Regions from separate parts of the Mus musculus genome. Here region 1 is linked to region 2. A link is a contact called in public Hi-C data. All regions are on one chromosome and are shown on one strand. The core of a region is the stretch at or near the end of the contact, and the rest is flanking DNA. Distances in the headings are between cores, read along the strand shown.

Region 1 (5,440 bases), core at 2,234-4,733, 590 kb before region 2:
TAGTGCAATAGGAGTATGTCATGATGTATTGTGAAGTCTCTCATGCACAAATTCTCTCTCTCTCTCTCTCTCTCTCTCTCTCTCTCTCTCTCTCTCTCTCACTCACTCACACACACACATTCAGACCTTCAGGCTTGGCAGAAAGCACTTTGAGCTATCTTACCCCCAAACAGAATATTAGATATAGATTTACTATCTGAGCTTCACCATTCATGATGCATCGCACTCACCAAAGCAGCAGCCTAGGATGCTGCCGAGGACAAGGGTCCTACCTTGGTGAGCAAGCCCTTTACTGCGGGTTTGCCCTCAGGCTGCAGGCAAAGAGGGTTCGCAGCTTGTACTCGCAGAACGCTCTGTAACACTTTGATCCATTCTTCCAGTATATTGGGAGAATCCGCCGTCAGATAGTATGTGTGCTTCTCTGTGGCCAGCTGGAAGGGGATACAGAGAGGCAGTCATGATGACTTAGTCCTGTCCAGTCAAGCATCGCTACTGACAGGGAAGTGCACATGGTTCACCTAGTGTCTGGTTTCAAGGAAATGGAGAATCCTTTAGCCACTGTCTGAGAATGTCGGCCACTGAGTCCTTCTCACGTGGGTCTGACACACTTCATACTGTTAAATCTAGGGTTGTGGTTTTATATCTGTAATTGTCACATGTTCTTTCTCTCCCCTCTGTGTGACAAGCTCTAGGCTGTTGAACAGGAAGGTTAAAGGTGACGGTGAACTCACGCACAGTTAACAGTGCAAGAGGGGATGTTCATGGAGAGAAGTGACGCAACGAACCATAAACAAATGAGAAGAATTCTACACCAACTCCTGCGGCTGCACGTGACCCTTTTCCACGAACTCACAGCATTCCAGTCTCAAATTAACTGTGTTGCCAATTTCCCCCAAAATTTCAGGGCTTTCCAATCAATTCTTTACAGTCATGCTCTACAACAGAGCTTTCTCTGATTCATCCATTTAAACTCAGGCATCCCCGGTTCAATGACAGCATCAACCATGGAACCTTTCTAGACAAATTTTTACCCTCCACAGGAGCAAGACAAAGTCATAATGATGATGATATGATAATACTGATTAACGATAATAATATAATACAGTGGATGGCCAGCAGTGGGGGCGCACAAACTTTAATCTCAGCACTTGAGGCAGAAGCAGGCAGATCTAAGTTTGTGGCCAGCCTGGTCTAGAAAGTGAGTTCCAGGACTGCCAGGGCTACTTAGAAAAAGACAAACAAAATAATCCCACCACCACAAACAAATGTTATTGAAACATGTCAGAAGCAAAGTGTCTGAATTTAGAATATCTCAGAGCCTGATTTAAATTTAGCAGACTTATGTTTGGGTGAGATGAGAATCAGCCATCTTTGATAACACTTGGCAGAACTGTGCCTCTGGTCAACAATAGCTTTCCCTCTTTGAGGTTCATGGGAGAACTAATTGTCACTGTCCGATTCTATACAAGGGTTCCTGAATTCAATATTATGTTACAAACACCTCAGAAATTCATTTACTGGATAAACCTCCCCTGACAGCCTGATATTTTGAGAGCTGGAAATGCTCAGGAGATTAAATAAAAACTCAGGGAGAAAAGGCACAGGGCAGTAGTGGGAAATACCCGTACTTAGTTTGAAGTACAGAGTTAGCTAAAAAAAAGATTGGATTATTACAAACTAATTCTAAAACTAATAAAATGTACCAAACAATCTAATCTCAACTGAGAACTGTTTTTTTAAAAAATGGTACTAAAGCAAAGAATAATGAATTGAAGTGATGTGTACCTGAACCGTTTGCTTGTTATCGCCCCGTAAAATACTGCAGGATGCACTCAGTTCAATGTGGCCCTGGGGTTTCCGAATCACATCGCTCTGTGCAAAAGGAGCAAAAATAGAGAGAGTAGCAGCTATAACAGCAACTACAGGAAATGTTTTGTGTCCTTAATCTATTATTGATTTTTAACCTGCATTTTTATTTCATGTGTATGCATGTCTTGCTGGCATGTATGTCTACACTTCACGAGCATGCAGTGGCTGTACCACCCAGAGGGGCTGTCAGATCCCTTTGGACTGGAGTTACGATGGTCATGAGCCCTCCATGTCAGTGTTGGGCTCTGCAGGAACCAGGATGCTCTGCAGGAACAGCCAATGCTGAACCATCTCTCCAGGCTCCACAATTATTATTTTTTTATCACACAGAGAGAAAAAAAAAAAGCCCAGTTGTGAGTCTGTTTTACAGTGTGAGGAACTCAGGCCCTAACGGGAGCACTGCCAACAGGAGCACTCCCAACAGCGAGCACTGCCCACTCACTGGTGACTTGTAGTAAAGTAATTCGCCTCCTTTCAGAACAAACCACCTCCGCTTCCAAGTCTTGACTCTCACGCTCATTTTCAGTAGGTACCCAGATTTTTCTAATGGTTCCTAATGAAGAGAAAACATTTGACAATGGGATTTTGTTTACTTCTGGCAAGTCAAACTAACAGATTCATTTTTTTTTTCAGAGTCTGATTGCTCGTTTACATTTTTCCCATTGTCACAGGAGGCCAGGCAGGTTTTTAGAAGTTTCTGCTCGGGCTGCGAACACTCTGCGTCTATGGGATAGGCATCCGGAGGAATGGCATAGTCACTTTCAGAAGCTGCGGAGGAGTCAGACACGCCTAGGAAAACAAAGATAGAAATTGAGTCACGATTTCCTGCTGGCGCTGGCCAACAGCTAGTAAGTTCTCCTGCGGACAGCAACCAGCTCCTACATCCTAAACCACCTTTACAAGATTTACTCCCATTCTTCCCGTCATGGAGAACTTTCAAAATTTCCATGGAAGTCAAAAGAACATAAATAATATTTTGGTATGATTGGAACCGTGAGTTTTCTCACATATATCAAATATCATCCAAGTTCACTAGTGCGCCGTATTAAAAGACATAAAATATGTGTATTTGTATATTGTTACATAGGCAAACAGATGTTGAGCTCAATAGAGTTCTCTATGAGAGTCTAGTAAACTATTAACCAGCTCACTGGCTTTGAAAACCCCTCACTAAAGCCTCAAAGACGCAAACATGCTATTCATACACTGACAGCTATGAAGCAAAATGCAATGGAACATTTTCACACTAATTGAGTTGACTTTTTACAAAGTTTCCTGTGAGTTACAAGCCATATATAGATGGTAAATATAAGTGGAGATTTACAAACATTAACTCAAGAACTTAGGCTAATATGCATCTAAAAGGATGGTTACTAAACGGCACACAAGAAGACCACTCATATAATATTAGCCTTTGCTTACTTGTTCAGACAAACAACAGCTGTCTGACACAGACACCAGACATGTAAAACCTCAGAGATCATCCTAGCTAATGTCCTCATTGTTTAAGCGGCGAAAGATCCAGAGACAGCAGGATTTATGCAAAGTCAAGCAACTAGCCAGGGGTGATTTTGGAGGGCAAAGCTCAGATTCCAAGCCCAGGGCTAACGCACTAAGTCCTGTCTGAGGTGCTAGGGCTATGAAGCACAACAAAAGAAATGTTTGAGTCCTCTTGTAACAGAGTCTAGTGAAGGAAAACAGAAGCCCAACAGGTAGTAAGTGTGACAACAACAACAACAACGAAACGAAATGCAGAGCAGACTAAAGTGTAATAGACAAGCAGGCCACCAAAGAATGGCAAAGACAATGATCTGAAGGGCTTGGTCAGGGTAGAGCCAGCCATGTTTGAACAGAGCCATGAGGAGGAGGAGTTACACAAACATGGGGGTCAAGCATGATGGTACACATCTAAGTACGCCCAGCGCTCAGGAGGATGGGGAATGCAGGAAGATAGGTAGAAGAAGATCAACTTGGGCTACAGAGCAAGTTCAAGATTGGCCTGGGCTACAAGAAACCCTGTCTCAAAACAAAATAGGCATTAAAAAAAAACAAACAAACAAACCCAACCTGTAAACAAGAGGGTCTGTGAGCTCAGCCTTGACTAAGGGAAGAGAAGGGAAAGGGGCGGGGGTTTAAAGACATAAAAGGGAATCCTAAGAGCTGTTTGAGGAACACTAGCAGCTGCAGTCACAGCAACAATGTGACATAACCAAGATGGAGCAAGGAAACTGGCGAAAGCCCAAACGCTGACCCACAGGCAGCTTAGCGGCTCCAGCTGAAGCCCGTGGCTCCCAAGGCCGCAGCAGTTGTGTGCCACGCAGTTTGAAAATCAACCCATATCCAAGGCTTCCCTAAAGTACGGGTACCACTTACTGAGACCTCTCTGTAGCCTCTGTCTGTGCGCACAATTCACTCCAAGTTGTGCTGGAGAGACAGCTCAAGGGACAAAGTAGACATAAGCACGAGGACTTGAGTTCGGATCCCCCAAATCCAGATAAGGGCAGACACAGTGGTGAGGATGTGTGATTCCAGCACAAGATGGTAGACAGAAACACAAGAGGCCCCCAAGAAGCATGTGGGCCTGCTAGCTCATGTGTTAAGTCCAACCTTGTCTCAAAGTGGGAGGCAACACTGGAGCTGTCCTCTGAGTTTCACATGTGTGTAGTTTCGCATGTACACATACAACTTTTAAATTATTATTAAAAGCTATACGAATGCATGAAGTAAAGTTGCGGTTGTTTTCTACATTAATATCAGATTAGCCAACACAAATTGTAGGTGTGTTTTCTTGACACTTAAGAATTATAAATAACGTTGTAGATGCCAAGAAGTGCTTGCTGACAGGAGCCTGGTATAGCTGTCTCCTGAGAGGCTCTGCCAGAGCCTGACAAATACAGATGTGGATGCTCACAGTCAACCATTGGACTGAGTGCGGGGTCCCAATGGAGGAGTTGGAGAAGAGACTGAAGGATCTAAGGGGGTTGGCAGCCCCATGGAGGGAGCAACAATATTAACCGGCCAGAACTCCAGGAGCTCCCGGGGACTGGACTACCAACCAAAGAGTACACATGGAGGGACCCATGGCTCTGGCCACATATGTGGCAGAGGATGGCCTTGTTGGACATCAGTGGGAGGAGAGGCCCTTAGTCTTGTTGGGGTTCCATGCCCCAGTGTAAGGGGATGCCAGGATGGGAAGGCAGGAGTGGGGGAGGGGAGCACCCTCATAGAGGCAGGGGGTAGCGGGGATGGGATAAGGGGTTTCTGGAAGGGAGACCTGGAAAGGGGATAACATTTGAAGTGTAAATAAATTAAATATCCAAAAAAATAATAATAAATTAAAAAAATAAAAAACAGGCAAAAAGAATTATAAATAAATCTTCCCACAAACTAGACAACATGCCACAAAGTAACTATTTAAAACAAACAAACAAACAAACAAAACAAAAAACAAAAAAAAAACCCTCATTTTGGCCAATTATTTCTTTTTATAGTAATATAATATACTACTTCTAATAACAACATCAGCAATAAGATTTTAATCTTATGAAAGAGTGGTTTGTGTGAAATCACA
Region 2 (6,087 bases), core at 2,541-5,040:
GGAGGAAGTGACCAAAGGAGATGCCTCACCAGCAAGGGGTTCCATCGGAGCCCCTTCCAAATGGGCAATCTAGTCACTTTTCCTGGTCTCCCCTTAGAAGGGTCAGAGGTCCTTTCCCAAGAATTGTCTGTGCAGGCCCCAGAGCACAGGCTCTCAGACTTCAGTTTGTTACAAACATTTGGGGTCACTTCAGCTTAGACTGCCTGTGTGGAATTGGAGGACCTTGATTCTGTCTGACCTGAGTCCATTTCAAAGAGATACAGCAGCAAGGGTAAGGTCTGGTAGTTAAGAAAAAGCGAGAGGTGGAGTCGGGGAGGGAAGGTACAGTTTGGGAGACAGCCTTATTCTTTGTCTTCTTCTGAGGTGTTCCTTTCGAACACGGTGTCACCCACTCCTCACAATACCTTCTAAGTTGCTAATTTCAGCTCTGGGAGGTCCCATGACATCCCAGCCGTCACCTGGTCCCCGGGGGACTCCAGCTGGACCCTGTTTTCTTTTTCCTCCCTCTCTCCCAGCCTTGAATATTTTCAAATGAAATCAGCCTGGGGAGCAGAGAAGGCTCAGAACTGTGAATACGTTTTTTTGTTCTCTGGGCTCATTCGCCTGTGACAGGAAGCTTGGCCGCATGCAGGCGTCTGAGGCCCGACTCTCAATGGTGTGTTTTTAAGGCGAGTCTGTCCACGGAATGTAAAGAGTCTCAGTTATAAATATCCGCAGGCCTCGGTGGCCCATGGAGTCCCCACCCCACACCCAGCAGGGCCATGTGGGACTTCCTGCCTGTAGTCCTCCAGACAGAAGCAGTCCAGTGCATCTGGGAAGGGTGGGATAAGAAATGGATCTTGGCTAGGAAGCCACAGATGAGAGAGGACCCCAAAGTTGCTCTCTCCTGTCTCTAGGATACAGATGCTCTGCAGCACTGGGTAAGCCATTTACGGCATTGGGTGAGCCACAGTCACGTGACCCTCTATGAATATTCTAGAATGAAGGAAGAAGTTGAGGCAGCTCGGGAAAGCGCATGAATCCCGATAACTCTGCCTCTTACAAGTACCCTCTGAGGTAGCTTGGGTCCCATTCCACAGATGGCCAGAGATGAAGTGACCACACAGTCACTGGAGAGCCACCTACGGGGTGGGGGGGTGGGGGGATGGGGGGGATGGGGGGGCTCGTGCCTGGCCTTAGGCGACACGCTGACCCTCGAAGCTGGCCCTGGCCCTCGACCCCAGGACCCTCCAGCCTTCTTCCAGGTCCAGAGGCGCAGTTGATTTAGCATTTCCTGCCCTTCCGACAATCTCTGTGAACAGAACAGGCCTTATTCAACCGCATCTCCTGCGCGTGCCTTCCTCTGGCTTCATTAAGAATCGTAATCTGAAGCAGGATAAATCTTCTGCGTCTAACTACCTGATCAGAAACATGTTCCCGGTTCCTGTCCCTGCCCTGCTGGGAAGCACATTTCTCGAAGGGTTAATTAACAGCCCTCACAGAGCCACATTTAGCCACAAACACAAAGCCGCACGCATAAATAACGTCTAGGGCGGAAGGAGAGGTGCAGATGGTTTCTGACTTTGCCGTAGTTTTCTGAACCGGCGAGAACCACGTCCTGTCCAGGTCCAGGGCCATGACTCAGGGTCACTCTTTTGAGGTGGGCCAGGCCAGACTCTGCTCTGTTGAAAGTCTCAAGAAGAGAGCACATTGCAAAGCCAAGGGCTGTCTGTGGGAGAGGGTGGGACTGGTGTGTGTGGGGGTGGGTGGGGGGTGGTGAGGCTGCTACCCCCCTACCCCCCCACCCCCCCTGCCAGGAGCCAGAGAAGCCGACTGAATGAACCAAACACAGGCCGCAGGCCCAGCTACCAGATACTGCTGACTGTATCCTGGGGATTCTACCAGAGTCAGACTTGGGCCCAAGGGTTCTACCCCAGCCCTGCAGAGCCACAAGGCTCCGACACTCCTCATTAGGGGCATTTCATAGACGTGGGAAAGAGTAGAGAAGATTACTAAAAAAAAGCCTGGAATATGCACCCCCCCCCCCGCCCTCAAGTGCACACATGTAGTAGATGTGTAGCTTGGTCTTCATGTGGGTCCTAAACAACTGGAACGGGGGCTGTCCCTAAAGCTGTTGCCTGTCCATGGGATATGTGTTCTTCTCCTGGGCTGCCTTGTCTGGCCTCAGTGGGAGAGGAAGCACCTAGCCTCACAGAGACTTGAAGTGCCAGAGTAGGGGGAATACGGGGAGGGGGGGGGGGAGCACACAGAAGAGAAGGAGAGGGGATGAGGGAAGGATTGTGGGAAAGGGTGGCCAGGAGGGGGACAGTGAGTGGGATGTAAAATGAGTAAGTAAGAAAATAAGTAAATTAATTAAAAACAAAAACAAAAGGCCTGGAATATTCTAGAAAGGACATCAAAATACTTTCAGTGTTCCGGCTTCTCTGTGGATTAGTTTCCATATGTGTTCTCAGCCCCACCCACTCCAACATTCCCTTCCCACAGACAGCCATTAAGGACACATCTAAATATTGTCCTAGATGCTGAACATGGGACTCAGGTTATGGAAGTCAGATGGCCGGAGGGTCTCTGAAGCCAAAGGAGGGGAAACCAAGAAACAGAGGGAGCCATGCAAACACATTCTGCTCGTCAGTGACCAGGGGACAAGGAGAGGAGACAGGAAAGCACGCTGTTGGCAGCCGGCCTTCACACTTTGCTTCTCCATTCAGCCACATTCGCCCTCAGAACCCCTAAGGAAGGAGTCTCTCGGTTTGGAGAGTTCAGTCCTTACTTAGCTCTTCTAGAATCTAGGAGCTGGGTTCTGAAGAGAAAGGACCACTGAGGACTCTAGTCGGGAGGGCCCCCCCCCCAGTGGTAGGGATAGTCAGCCTCAGCACAACGTAGGCTCCCCGTGAAACAGATTAGGCACTTAGTCCGAGGACCATCTATCTCCCTATGCAAAACTCAGTGTCTAGGGCTGAGGATTCAAAGGAAAATGGAAGCTGAATGCCTAAAAGCAGGGCTCTGTGTCTGGGGGCAGTGGATTTGGCTGGATAATTTTCCACAAACTGGCTCTCCCTCCACATACTGGCTTGCTCAGAGTTCAGACAGTGGTTGTGGTCCGACAGAGGGTTATTCTGGGCCAGTCACTTGCCCAGTGACCCCTCCTGTTTTAATTTCTAACACACACACACACACACACACACACACACACACACACACACCACTTGGCTCCCTCCAAGCTGCTTTTTCTGAGCACTGTGCCCACCTGGCGCATTTGGTCGGTCTCTCCGGACCCCGGACCTCATCCCACCCCAACAGGGTCCATGACACATCATGGCTGCCAGGCTGGAGCCAACCTCTCTATTTTCTCAGAAGGATCAAAGCTCCGTCCCAGCTCTGCAGGGAGGAAGCAGTTTTGACTCGTGCAAATATCTATAGTCCATTTGGGATTTTACTTTGGTGAGAAATAAATACACAGCCATCTGCAGATGATGGAGATATGACTTAAGTAACTTTTTTTTTTTTTTTTGGTCAGAGTTCTTGGGCCAGAGCCCAGATGGAAATAAGACCTTGTATCTCGGTCTCCCTTGCACGCTTTAAAAAAAAAAAAAAAAAAAAAGATCTAGCAGAGGGAAGGGGGGAAGGGGAGTTGGTAGAAACAGAAGGTCAAAATGGAGCGTGCTATATTTCTTGGCCCAGGAAAGGAAAAATAAACAGCAAACAGCGTCTCCATTCAAGTGCACGTTATCTAGCTCATCCTGGCCAAGAACTCACGCTCCTCCCCCTTCTGACCGGGAATTACTGCGCCTACAAACGGCCCCCACGCCCACCAGAGCCAGGGCAGGCAAACAATGGGCCGGCAAAACCCCCGCTCTGCCAAGGCCTCTCCCTGCAGCCCCCAGAGGCTGTAAGATTGGGAAACACTGGCTATTTTTAATGTGTTATTTGTCTACCAACTGTGGCTCCATGGCCTGAGAAACAGTGTCATCTGTGGGAGATGGCATGGATTTTTTTTTTCTAACTTGCTTAGACAAAGCCAACATTTTCGCAATTTTCAAGAAATGCCAAGAGAGCTCTGTGCTGTCCAAGGGTGACCTCTTCCCCGGCTTGTCCCTCAACCCGAGAGGGGATTCTTTCTGGGTCTGTCTGGAAAGCAGCCCCCTGCCACGATGTGCTGGCCAGCAGTGACCACAGGCCTCAGATCTGGGGCCTGGGAAAGGAAAGGCAAGGAAGCGATGAAGGGCAGGAGTTGGGGAATCCAGCTGTGGAGGGAGACCTGCTCTGATGGTCTCAGCACGACTGCAGAGGCGTTTGGTCCATTGGGGTCATCCCTAAAAGAAGTCCGAGAGGTTCCTCAGATGGTGGAGTAGTGCATCTGGGAGCGAGATGGCCTGCGAGAATGCTGGCAGGACCGTGGCTGGAACACTAACAGGAGCCTTGCTGTTTTCTGGGGTTTCTTAGGACTTGTGAGGGGATCATCTACCACGGCTCAGCGGCTCCCTCCATTCTGCCAGGATGGAGAAACATAACGGAGGATGGCAGAGGAAGGAGTGGAAGTGGAGAGTGGGAGAGTGGGAATGGCAGCTTTAGAAGTGTAATGGGAGGTGAGGAAGGCATGCAGGCCTGGGAGAAAGATGGAGACATCAAGGAAGGCTGAGGGAGGGGGCTTCTCCTGGGATGATCCTGCCCTGTTTAGGATGTCAAGCCAGACAGAGGCTGTCTGCTGAAGAAGACAGTGTGGGGGACACCCAGAGTGGGGATTCTATTTCTCTAGTGGCCAAGTTATTTACAAGCCAGGGCTGAGAGCTTTCAGGGCCTCCATTTACCAGCTACCGTAGGTGACCCACGAGAAGCCTCCCTTCTCTACACCTGAGCGTGCGTGTGTGTGTGTGTGTGTGTGTGTGTGTGTGTGTGTGTGTGTACAATACAAAAGTTCCTGGCCTACCATAAGGGCTGCATAAACAGCAGCTCTGATGTATGGAGTGAGAAGTCTGGAAGTGGGAGCCCTCACTGCTGGGTTTCTGGGAGAGGCAAGGGTAAACATTGGTGAGGAGAGGAAAGAAGAGCAGGCAGAGGAGCCTGGCAGAAGGGGTCCAGGAGGACAACACAGACCTAGTGGAATCATACAACAACTCAAAGCCTTTGAGACTACCTTGATCCACCATGGCACCTCTGCTGCAGACTCTCCAAGGGTGTCCTGAGGGTGTGTGGACTTCCTCTCACCCCGATACACACACAGAGGCCACCAGGGTCCTCAGTCTCCTGATGTGTCCTAGGCTTTCTTACCCATAAGAAGCTCAGAGATCCCTCTAACCCCCCAACATAAGGACAGGGTAAGTCTCATTTTGGCTTGCCTGGAAGCCAGTTTCTGGTGAGAGAGTGGGTCTTCACAGCTATGGTAACAGTCACAGCATCACTGTGCAGGTTACAGGAGTTCCCAAGTGAGGAAGGGAATGTAAATTACCCCTTTCCACCAGCCTAGTCCCCACAATAGCCACGTGGGAACCCTTCTCAAAAAGGAGCCCTTGGCAGCCAGTCTCATCTGAAGAGACACGGTAGAGATCCAAGGATGTTGTATTTGGATCTGAATTACCCTCGATGGGTGAATATGCTTTGAATACCTGTCCCTCAGCTGGTGGCGCTGTCCTGAGAGGTTGTAGAACCTTTGCGACTGTGGCCCAATGGAGTTGGATATTTAGGGATAGGCCTTGGTTGTATCCGCTTTGGATGTAGGACTTCTGCTTCCTGGTGCAGGCTCCGTGTAAAGAGATCTAACACCTGCCTGCCAAGCCACGAGGGACTGAAACTGTGAGGCCAAGTATACCTCCTCTTCCTACTTTCTTCTGTCCAGTGTTATATTGCAGCATCAAGAAAAGCTCACCCAAAAGAGAACTAAACCACTCAGGCCTGAGAAGCAGCCCCAAGTCCCTGAACTTCAACTCACCTCCTTACAACTCTACAAAGATTGTGTGCCCCCAATCCCAGAACCTCAGGTCCTCATCCAGAAAAGGGTGTGATTGGTTTTAGTTGCCAGGCATGACACAAGGGCATTGTATTGGATCATTTAACCCCATCCTGACTGGTTCTGCCTGTGGGTGCCGAAAC

What was found. A called contact is a pair of places that touch in the nucleus more often than the background predicts.
Region 1: a Hi-C map of muscle stem cells shows a contact between it and region 2, with 2.4 times the contacts expected there. The contact joins two enhancer-like sites. A contact is called at or near these places in 1 of 484 Hi-C or Micro-C datasets (muscle stem cells) and 1 of 115 datasets of contacts at active chromatin or transcription factors (acute myeloid leukemia).

The regions. Positions count from the first base shown.
Region 1 is chr17:84,572,149-84,577,588 of GRCm38.p6, reverse strand. Plekhh2 (pleckstrin homology domain containing, family H (with MyTH4 domain) member 2) reads right to left here. Exons shown (of 30, transcript NM_177606.4): 12 at 2,522-2,658; 13 at 2,312-2,422; 14 at 1,786-1,872; 15 at 273-431. Among named protein-coding and RNA genes, the nearest start is that of 4930500A05Rik, 22 kb to the right of the region's middle. Within about 2 kb of position 3,483, at least 24 of the 459 cell types and tissues checked have an H3K27ac peak or open chromatin away from gene starts, as enhancers often do. A contact at or near this core is called in muscle stem cells, where this site is marked.
Region 2 is chr17:83,980,949-83,987,035 of GRCm38.p6, reverse strand. No RefSeq gene overlaps it. Among named protein-coding and RNA genes, the nearest start is that of 8430430B14Rik, 15 kb to the left of the region's middle. Within about 2 kb of position 3,790, at least 87 of the 459 cell types and tissues checked have an H3K27ac peak or open chromatin away from gene starts, as enhancers often do. A contact at or near this core is called in muscle stem cells, where this site is marked.